Linked DNA regions of Sus scrofa: region 1 is linked to region 2. Evidence: chromatin contacts called from public promoter capture Hi-C data. All regions are on one chromosome and are shown on one strand. The core of a region is the stretch at or near the end of the contact, and the rest is flanking DNA. Distances in the headings are between cores, read along the strand shown.

Region 1 (5,466 bases), core at 1,240-3,739, 610 kb after region 2:
CCTGAGAAGCATCCAGACCCTTAGGGAATGCCTACCAGACAGCATGCTAGGTGCAGGGGTTGGGTGATGAAGAAGACTTTGATGGCACCCTGCCCACCATACCACCTGCCTCTTCCTGACCTGTATTCTGGATCAGGGGAAAAGGTAGTACCAGGAGCACAAAAGGTCTCTGTGGGATGAGGACTTGGGGTACGAGCTGGGTTGGGCACCCCAACACACCAGATACATACCACTCCTCCCTATGCCCGCTGAGCATCTAGAGACTTCAGCCAAATGGTCAAAAGCAATGGAGAAAGGACAACTGCCTTGATAATGCTGCCTGTGTCCCCCAGGTCCAGAATCAGGACCACAGACTTTGGAGATAGGATAGTTTTTTTTTTTTTTGGTCTTTTTCTAGGGCCTCACCCACAGCATATGGAGGTTCCAAGGCTAGGGGTCTAATCGGAACTGTAGCCACCAGCCTACGCCAGAGCCATAGCAACGCCAGATCTGAGCGGCTGGATCCTTAACCCACTTGGCGAGGGCAGGGATTGAACCCGCAACCTTGTGATTCCTAGTCGGATCTGTTAACCACTGAGCCATAGCAGGAACTTCTGGATAGATCTTAAAAACCATTTCTATTCCAACTTCTTTACCTCAGAGTTGAGGAACCTGAGACCCTGAGGGGGAAAAGTCTTGCCATGAGTCAGAGTAAGCTGGAAACAAAGGCAACACCAAAATCCAGGCTCCCCTGATAAGATATCTACTAAGCACCCCCTCCCACTCTTACTTGCCCTTCCCACCCCCACTGTGACGTGTGTCCAGCAGAGATGCAAAAGGGCGGCCTGGGACAGGCACTGAGAAAACAAGTTCTCCTCTTAGCCCTTCCATCCCCAGACCTGCCTGCATTTGGGGGAAGGAGATAGTAGTTTCTAACTCATCAGGGGTAAGGTCGGATGACCCACCTCCTCCCCCATAGCTTCTTGGGGGCACTCTGGACCCTAACATGCCCTGAGAGGAGGCCTCAGGGTCATGACTACCCAGACTACCATGCCTCTGCCAGGCACCCACAGTTCCCAAACACTCTAGCTTGGAGACATCAGAACCACCAGAGCGTCTGTTGCTCTCAACCTGTTGGGGGTCCTGGACCTCTCCAAAGGGTGGCTGGAAGTTATGGGCACACAAAACAACACCCCACACTCATGCTTAATTGCGCCCATAGTCCCCCCTCCCTGAGTCCACCCGGTCTCCCAGCAAGATAGCTCCTTTTATAAAAAGAGAGGCCGGTCAAGGGCCAGGGCTTCCTTCCCCGGGCCAGATGCTGAGCCCCATCACCGGCAGCGTCCTCCCACATCAGAAGGAAGCATCCTCTCCAGGTCACTGCTTCTCACTCCCTCAGCAGGTCAAGGGGTTTCACCTGGACCTGACTCTGCTGGGAATAAGAGAAAAACCACGGCGACTACAGCCAGAAGGCAGGCCAGGAAGCCAGGTGAATCTCAGGAATCTAGGCACCCCTTGGCACTGCTCCCCACCCATTTCTGACCAGACTGGCCTAGGAGATGGCAAGGGGTCTGTGCTCAGGTTGGGGCAATGCCAAGCCCACCTTCCAAGCAGGCCTTACTGGAGCACAGGGGAAGCTGAATCTCGTTTCCAGTCATCAGGCCTGGGGACGCCTCAGGGGAAGATGCCCAGGCTCAAGTGGCCCTGAACACCAGGCCCTGCAAAGGGCCCCAGCCTTGGGAGCCAGGGGCAAGGAGTCCTAGGAGTAGCCACCCCGTCAAATGCTCCAGAGGAAACAGTATCCAGACCCCCCCTAGCCCATCTGCCCAGCTCTCTGCCCCTTGCCCTCCGCCACCCCAGCGGGCGTGCAGACCATGCGAGCAGCAGGTGCAAGACGCGGGGGTGGCACTGAGATGACACAAAACCTCACTCGCCCCCACCTCCTAAACCCCGACCGGCCTCGCCACAGCCCTCCTGCCACCCCAGGCTGGCGCTTCCGTTTGGATATGAGATGGAAGCGGGGGGTGCAGCCAGCTGCCCGCCTCCCTCTGACTGAGGGGTGGGAGGCGGCGCCGGGAATGTCCTTTCTCGCTTGTCCACGGACACGAGGAAACTGGGGCCCCCAGGACGGCCCTCCCGCCAAGGACGAGGCTCGGCAGCGGCCGGGGCGGGGGCCGAGGCCGGAGGCCGCAGCCCCCAGCCCCGCCCCGCCCTCCGGCCCCGCACGGCGCTCCCGCCAGGCCCCGGCGCCCGCCCGGCGGCGCCTCGGTGCGCGGTCCCGCCCCCGGCCCGGCCCCGCTTACCCGGGGCGCTGCAGTCCGCACACACCTCCGCTCGCGGCCCCTTCCGGGACATCCTCAGCGGCGACGCGGCCGCAGCCCTCTGGGCCAGCGTGGGGGGCGCGGGCGGCGGGCCCGGGCGGCGGCGGCCCCTGCTGCCCGGCCCGGCTCCGGCAAGGCCCCGGCTAGGCTCCGCGCGCCCGGCCAACCGTCCGCCCCCGGGGCTGGCCCGGAACCCGCCGTGCCCGCCCGCCCGCTCGCCCTCGGGCGCCCTCCGCCCCGCGCCGCCCCGCGCCGCCCCGCCGCCGCTCGCCGCTCGCTCTCTCCGCCCCCTGCGCGGCTCTCGGCCGCTCCTGCAGGAAGCGGCGCAGGCCCGGCCCACCGGGGGAGGGGCAGCCTGCACACCCGCCCCACCGCCGGGCCCTGCCGGCCGCGCCTCCCGGAGAAAGGAAGCCGGGAGCGCGGGCGGGAGGGGGTGGGGGCGTTTAAAGGGGCCGCGGCCGCCGCCGCCGCCGCCGGGCCCGCGCTGCAGCGTCGCCTGCGCCCTGCACTGGGCTCCGGCGCGCCCCTGTCCCTGAGGCTGTGCGAGCTAGCCCCACAGCCCCATCCCCTTCACTGAGACGGAAGCTGGCCCGGGGAGCTTGAGCCCAGGGACAGTGACCCCTGGGGATCAAAGAAGAGAGTAAGGAGCTGAAGGCCCAGGCCCCCCTCCTCATCCAGAGGCTGTGGTTCGGGGTAACGTTCCTGTCTCTGTTTGGGGTGAGTTGTGCGTCCTGGTCCGCTGTGTGTTCACATCTGTGTGTCCAGGTGTTTGTGTGGTCACACTCTTGTTGACTACGCACACCGCCAACAATATGGACGCCCAAGTGCCAGAGGTCATGCAGTGTATACCCCTGCCTCCGAGCTGAATAAACATCTATCCCTCCTCCCGGCTTCCATCCAGAAATGAAAGAGTGTGGACTGTTTTTGAAGACCTCCTGAGCAGTGACCACTGTGCCTGTGTACAGTAATACCCACTTGGCATCGGTCTTGCATACATCATTGGTGTTTCTGAGCCACGGGAAGTCTGCGTGTCCAGGGCACAAGCATATAACATACAGGGGCCTTTTTTGCGGTGGTTTTTCCTCCTGGACTTCACACAGAGACTCGTTGGAGGATGGGGGACAGGGAGAGGAGGCAGCAGGCCACACGTGGGTGCACCCCAGCACTGAGCATGCTCCCCCATACACGTGTGCCCCACGTGCACCCAACCCCCATCTTGCAGCAAGAAAGGCTAAAGCGCTGGGTTTGTGGAGAGAGGGCAGGGGTGCTAAGGCCCAGGCCCAATGGGTCCTGATGAAGTGGTGACACGATTAAAGGAGGGTTCCCCAGTGGCAGGCGGGGAGTCCTGCTTAGTAACAAGGGGTGGGGGTAGGAGGCGAGTCCTTGGGCAGGGGTGCAGGAGTTGGTTGATTTTAAACCAGCGGTGCCAGAGCAGCAGTGACTTGTGGGTGGGCAGGCTGCTTCCCTGGGGGAGACAAGTAATGCTCATGAGTCACACCACCCGAAATACATGCAAAGCTGCCTCCATCGCCTTTCTCTGCAGCCCAGATTGACAAGTTTGTTTGAAATCGCGATCCACGGGGTATATTTATAATCGCACCTTAAAAAAATCTCCTTGCAGTCTTCCCCTCCCCCCCCGTAGCCAGCCGTTCAGCTTGCAGGGCTTCTGGGAGCAAAGATACCTCGCGGTGGGGGGGGGGGGGCACCACCTGCCGCCCGGTGCTGCACCCCCCACCCTCAGGAGTCCGTCCGCCGAGTTGGTGGTCCCACCCCTGGCGATGGGAGGAACGGCCAGGAGGCACGCGCGCGCGTATACACACACACACACACACACACACACACACACACCGCACAGCCCTTGAGCGGTGGCCGCCCGTTCACCCCCGATCGACCCCCAGCTATGGAATTTCATTTATTAAATGTCGAGGCGGCTGCTGGCAGCCCCATAGCTCGACTGTCTTTGTTTCTCTGCTGTGTGGGCGCGTCTCGAGCACGTGGCAGCTAGAGAGCGCGCAGGCGAGGAAAAGCGACCTGGGTTTAGAGTCCAGGGCTGCGGGACCAAAAAGAGAAACTGGCTGCCGGGAGGATAGGGCCCCCAGTCCAGGCTGAGGTCCCTTCCTCCTAGAGCTCCAAGCCTTTCCAGGGGAAGAGGCATGAGTCACCCTGTTCCTTCAACCCCACTAGCCCCATCTCCTGGTTGGCCCTGGGACTACCTGGGAGTGGCCCAAGCACGGATCCACTCTCCAAACTTTGTTCCTGAAGCCCCCAGCCTCGCTACAGCCGAGCTTCTAGGCCTGGGGCTAGGGGTAAAAGGATTTCAGCAGGATCTCCCTTTGGCGACGTCGCCTCTTCAGGAAACAAGGCAGTTAAAAGAGAAATCACAAGGTTCTAAAAACAATTTAACGGGGAAAAAGTACAGGCATTCTCCGGGCCACTCCTAGTCGTCCCTTCCCAGCTCCAGCCTCCTCCCCAACTCAGGCTGCAGCCACGACACTCTGCTGACCCCTCGTGGTGGAGCTGGGCAGCGGTCCCCGGCTGCTGGAGATGGCAACTGGCTCCTCCCGGGCTGAAGAAAGGGGCGAGGCAGTCCACTCCTCCCTCATCCTTTCCCGCCCAGGGCTGGCACTGCAGGGTGTGGAGTAGGAAGGAGAGAAGACCACACAAAGAAACCTGACAGAGGCTTTGAGAGTTTGCAAGCTTTTGCTAGCGCCTCCCACACAAACGCTTCTTGGATTGTTCTATGTAGGGCTGGTATGGAATCCCTTATGCCTGTCTTGTTCTAAGGTGGGCTCAGGAAGGCACTGCGCCTGGTCCTGCCACCTGTCCTAGTCGGCCTGGTTGGGGAAGGGATGTGCCAATATCAGGGGCAGTCACTATCCTTAGCTCACTCCAGGAGGTAGTATTTAGAGTCATATTTTAGAGGTGAGCAGTATGAGAAACCAGAAAATTTAAGCAATTTGCTTAAGGTCAGGCGTTTGGTAGGGAGGATTTCAAACTCAGGTTCTCTCAGACTCCCAGTCCCTCCTCCCTCCAGGAACTGGGCCAAGCTACTAGGTCCTTCCAGTTCTTGCAATAGGCAGTCCCAGAGGGCCATTTCACTTTTACCATAGCCTCTGCAGGCACCTTTCTGGAAAGACTTCTCTGCCCTGAGGTTATCCAGGAAGAA
Region 2 (5,345 bases), core at 1,558-4,057:
AACAAACCCAGAGAGCTAAAAAAGGCAACGCAAAAACGGGTGGGAACAAATACAACAGCCCCTCTCCTTCCCGCTCTCTCTCCAGCCATCTCCTCTCACCAAGGTCTGCTTTAGTATACTGCTGCTGAACAACAGAACAAGACTCATTAGAACAAGATGCAATCGGGGTACCGGCGCAAAGGTGGGATTATTTTTTTGTGGAGGGCGGTGGAGATTTCTCCAGGCAGAAGCTGGAGTGTAAACTCTGCTTGGCCGGATTGTTCTGGGCTGAACTGCAGAGGAGGATCAAGCAACGGGCGACCAACCCTAGTCCTTCCCTCCCTCTTCAGTCTCTCCCCTCCCCTCGCTTTCAGTCGGGAGGGGGTGGGAAGCGCACAGCTTTCCAGCTCTCCGCTCCTTAAAACGCTCTCGCGGAGCCACCGCACATAATCCTGCCCCGGCAGCAGAGAATTTTGCAGCGAAGGGTTCGCCGATCCGGAGCGGAGAAGTGAAATCCGCGCCCAAGGGCAATTTTAATTGTCTAACCCGGCCCGATTTCCTAAGAGGCGGCAGCGCGGGGAGGGGAGGGAAGAGGGAGGCAGCTCCGAGAGGCAACAGGGGGCAAGCGGCGGCAGAGAAAGGGGACCAAAGCGGCAAGATCTCAGCCCCGGCCCCGGAGAAGCTTCTGCAGAAAGGACTCCGAGGCTACCACCACCGTTCCCCGGGAGACGTTTGAAAATCATATATGCAGCCAAAATGGCGCTGAGAATAAAAATATAATTTAAAGGCAGGTCGCCATATTGTAAACAGAGAGGCACAGAAGAGGCGGACTCGAGAGACACCCTCCATGATTTCTTCCACGGCCCAGAGCGCCCGGGCGCCGGGTCCGGCGGGCCTGGACCAGGGCGGCCAAGGGCTCCTGCGCACCCACCCCGAGGACAGCCCAGCCCGGCAGCAGCCCGAGGGCGGCGGGCGCGCGGGCAGGAGAGCGGCGCAGGGCCCGGAGCTCCTCCCCTTCCTCCCCCGCCACCGCCGGCCGAGCCCTGCCGGCTCGGTCCCGGCTCCCCAGCGACTTCCAATCCCAGATGGGGCTCTCCTCACTCCTCCCAACCCCCACCTCGGGGTCCGGACCCACCGCTGCTCCTCCCCCTCGAACGGCCGGATCCGGGCAGCACCTGGGGGCGGGGAGGCGCTCGCCCCAGCGGCTGCAGAAAGTCAGCTAGCGGCTGCAAACGCCCGTTATTTCGGCAGGCTGGGGTAGGCCGGGTGAAGGAATGTGCCGAGAAGGGTCCTTCAAGGGGCTACAGAGGGGTCCCCAGACCTTACCAGCACTGGAGGTGGAAGGCGGCCGGGCAGTGATCACAGCACAGGAGATCCCCCCCTTCTTTGCAGCTATCGCAGCTGTCGTGGTTGGTGGCCCTGCCGCTTCTCCGGGGCTCCTTCTCTGGCTTCCGACTCCGCTTTTCTGCCTCGTCCGCCTTGGGGGGAGCCAGCAGAGCCTGGATTTGCTGCACACACATACAAATGGCGTGTGTGCACACTCGGAGCTCCCGGGCGGTCCGTCGCCCCCCCGGCGCAGCTTCTCTGTCACCCACCCTTCTCCCCCCTTTTGTCCTTCTTCCTCCCATCCAGGCTGCTCCCAGAACCTCTCAGCCCCCGGAACAGGGGAGCCCACCCTAACCGCGTTCCTGCAGCACAACAACGAGAACGGCTTCTTCCAAATGGGGAGGATCAGGGTAGGGGGGATGGGGAGAGGGTGTGCGGTTCCCTTCTCGCCACTTCCTTGTATGGACAGTGGGGGACTCCAAAGCGAGGCTCGGGAGAGGCCTGAAGCTCGGTACCCGGACGTGCTGGGGGAAGCACAAAGGGGCCGACAAGAAGGGGGTGGGGAGGCCCGCCGGTGCAACGCGATGGAGTGGGTTGGCGCTTCGGGAGAGCGAATCGAGGGCGGCGGGTAGGTGAAACTGCTGCAAACGTCCTCGGCGGCTGAGCTCAGCCCCCCGAGTTGCAAAGATGGGAGGGAGCGTCTGGGTGAGAAGAGCCCCCCCCCTTCCCCGGCCCTCTTGCGCTGCGAGCTCAGGACCGGCTTTGTGGGGCGGAGGGCGGAGGTTCTCTACTGGCGCTAGGGAAAAGAAATGAGGAGGGCCACTCTTACCTCCATCAGCCCCCCCGACGTGTCCAAGTCGTACACGATCGTCTTGGTCTCCATTTTCTCCCACATTCATCCACCTCCCGGGCTGGGCGCTCTCTGCTCCGGCCCCCCCAACCCCGGGGGGAGGGGGTAGCGGGGGGAGGGGGCGCTCCTGACCCCGGCCCCCCTTCTTTTTTACCAACACGGGTCCCGACTTCTTCGCCCTGGCTCCCCCCACCCCCCGGCCCCCAGTCCCCGGGACGACAGCGTCCTCCCACGGGCCGTGAGGGGGAGCGGCCCCTCAGCCCCGGCCCGGCGGCTGGCTGCACGGTGGGTCCCGGCTCCGGGGGTCAGGCCTCGGCGGGGCCTAGTCCCACAGGCTAAAGCCGGCGCTGGCGACCGCTGGTCCGGCCGGGAAGGCTGGCGGGCGCTGCCATCCCGGGGCTGGGGGGATCGGAGGGGGGGTGAGAGGTTAGGTGAGGTTGTGGTACGTGAGGTGACTGCGGGGAGGGTGATGGGGGGTGGTCCCCGGGCTCCGCCTCTCGCCGCTGCCGCCGTCTGCGTCCCGGCTGCCGCGCACTTGGCGCAAACTTACCGCGAGCGCCCGCAAAGCCACCCGCGCAGGCGCCCCGGGATCGCCGCTCGCCGCGCGCAACCGCAGTGACAGCCGGCGGCCGGGCTCCCGCGCAGCCGCAGTGAGGGGGTACCCCCCAGCGCGCAGCCGCGCTGGCATTCGTCTGGAGCACCGAAGCCCCGCCTTTCTGCCCTGCGCCAGCGTACTGAGGTAAAAGGGCGGGACCTGAGGTCTCGCGCAGGCGCCTGGGCGAGCTGGTAAGGGTCATAGCGCAGCCGCAGGAACAGGAGGACCCTTCATCCATTGGAGTTTGTGAATAGCCCAAGAGCACCCGGTTCCCGCGCAGGCGTGTTAAGGATGCTCCCCTCTCGCCCCACAACAACGCAGCCGGCTCCCGCGCAGGCGTGTTGTTACCTGTAGGCCCTCACAAGAGTGCTTATACTTTCGCCATTTTGGTAATGATATATAGGCTATCGTGTCCTTGGAGTCCTTAGGCATGAACAGAAAGGAGCAAAGTGTAGTGCTGGCTGGACTGATAGGCCGTACTCCTAAGGATGTCGTACTGGACTGTCAGGTTCCAGCGTCAGGTGTGGCTGGACCAGGCGCCATATTGGTAAAGATAAAAGAAAAGCCATTGCAACGGAAAACGATGTTTTCGGTGTCGGGTTGGATGGCTACTGTTCCCAATTCCCTCCCGATCCCGACAGTAAATTTTAGCTTGAGCATGCTTGCCTTTGCTAGTGATGGCACCATGGAGAGCTCTCCGTTACGACTTGACCACTATCTCTGAGAACCACTCTCCGAAAGGAAGCCAAAAGCGAAGTTTGTAATGCTGACAACGCCCAGCTACCTGCCTACTGTGGACTTCAATTCCCAGTTTGCAACGCGCAAAGGGGCCAAAGGGCGAACGGGAGCGCATTGCACCCTGGAAGCAAGAATCGCGATGGGTCTGGTGGATTGTGGGAGCCGTAGTTCCATGTGCGTGCGATGCAGTGTGCAGTAGGATGAACTGGGGGAAGAGTGATTTGCCTGCCCGGAAGAGATACTTTTTATAGCTTCAGTGTGGTATGCTGGGATTTGTAGTCTGAAGGCCTCACTGAAATTCTGGGCAGGACTTCAGCTCCCTCCTCTGTGATCGCCCTCCCCTTGGTCTCATCTTCGGAGATGGCCTGTTGTCTCTGCCTGACTGTTGATGGAGCGAAGGAGAAGGGAGTGGCATCATTGTGCCTGACACTAGGCATTTAGTTGGCGTTTTTACCAGATATCCTGGGCAGGTAGCCTGGTTCACTTTTGATGTTAAGGTATCCTTAGCATTCTCAGAAACCTAAAACTGGAAAGGGTTTAAAGAGCATCTGTATTAATCCCCTCATTTCCAGAGGCACAGAGAAGAGTAGTGATTTGCATATTTCACATAATGCATTTATGGCAGACCTAGGAATGAAAAAGATTTGATTCCCAAGTTAGGACACTATCTATCTGCCTGTGAGGAGATGCTGCTTCTTTTGGGATGATAAAGTGGATAGGGTAAGGATGTCCATATGTGGTCTTAGGTTTCTGTTTCTCTGACTTTCCTAATGATCCTGTTGGTGCCTGGAAAGAACACTAAGGTCCTGGGCCTTATTGATCAAAGGATATGTAGATCGGCCCTTTCTGTCCTCTACCAGCCTCAGCAAACAAGAATTTTTTTGTCTTTTAGGGCGGCACTCCCAGCATGTGGAAGTTCCCAGTCTAGGGGTAAAATTGGAGCTGTTGCCACTGGCCTACACCACAGCTACAGCAATGTGGGATCTGAATCCTACACTGCAGCTCCCAGCAAGACTGGATCCTTAACCCAGTGAGCAGGGCCAGGGATCAAACTTGCATCCTCATGGATGCTAGTCGGGTTCGTTACCACTGAGCCACAATGAGAGCTCCCAAACAAGACTCAATGATTGTGGGCCAGAGATGTGGCCCTCAGAGAGAGAGGAGGGGAGAGCTAGAAGTATGAAAGTGGCTGAACCTCATCCCTTCTGAGGCTGTATTTCACACCCTCACAAATGGATACATCATGTGCCCTCACCGCCCTGGCTTCCTTCCTATTGCTCAGGGCCCAGCTGTGCTGCTGTGTCAGCCTGAAGGTATTGTGGGGCAGATAAGTAAGCCAGTGGCACATGCCCAATGAGCAAGGCCTTGCTTTGATCAATACCATCATTGCAGTTAAGAACAGAAATAGGCATTAGTGGGCTAATGAGGAAAGTAACACTTGATCTGTTGACAAGTGCCAGAGAAACTAATCACATCACACACCTTCCTCTTAGAACTTGGAGGGTAAGGTCCCATTGGGGCCAGTAGTTGTGCCACCTTGGAGAGCTCCAGCCCTGGCTATTCAAGGAGGATAAAGGGAGAACAAGCAGATGGGATACAGATGCCTTAGGAAGTGACCTCTTGTGGCTAATTTAGGCACTGCATTCTGATGGACTGGAGCCTCACCTCTTCAAGATGGCTTGTGGTAGAACCAGGAGGTGGGCGGCCATGAGTGGTCAAGCCATGAGTGGTCAAAACTTCCCTGTTGGAAGACTGTAGAAGTCCTGGTAGCTGATACTATTTCCTTCAGGGTTTTTGTCTTCTGGCTTCTTAGTGTCCATAACTCCTTGTTGCCTGCCTCTTGCTCTTATTCTGAAG

The links. Promoter capture Hi-C pulls out the DNA fragments that hold promoters and counts their contacts.
Region 1: a promoter capture Hi-C map of liver shows a contact between it and region 2, with 3 times the contacts expected there. The contact joins the promoter of GIT1 here to the promoter of PHF12 in region 2. A contact is called at or near these places in 1 of 5 promoter capture datasets (liver), 1 of 47 Hi-C or Micro-C datasets (embryonic fibroblasts) and 1 of 2 datasets of contacts at active chromatin or transcription factors (skeletal muscle).

The regions. Positions count from the first base shown.
Region 1 is chr12:45,781,163-45,786,628 of Sscrofa11.1, forward strand. It overlaps GIT1 (ARF GTPase-activating protein GIT1), which reads right to left and starts at 2,490. Exons shown (of 20, transcript XM_021067515.1): 1 at 2,283-2,490. The coding sequence starts at 2,334.
Region 2 is chr12:45,171,948-45,177,292 of Sscrofa11.1, forward strand. PHF12 (PHD finger protein 12) reads right to left here and starts at 2,808. Exons shown (of 16, transcript XM_005656997.3): 1 at 2,706-2,808; 2 at 2,135-2,554; 3 at 1,306-1,487. The coding sequence starts at 2,200.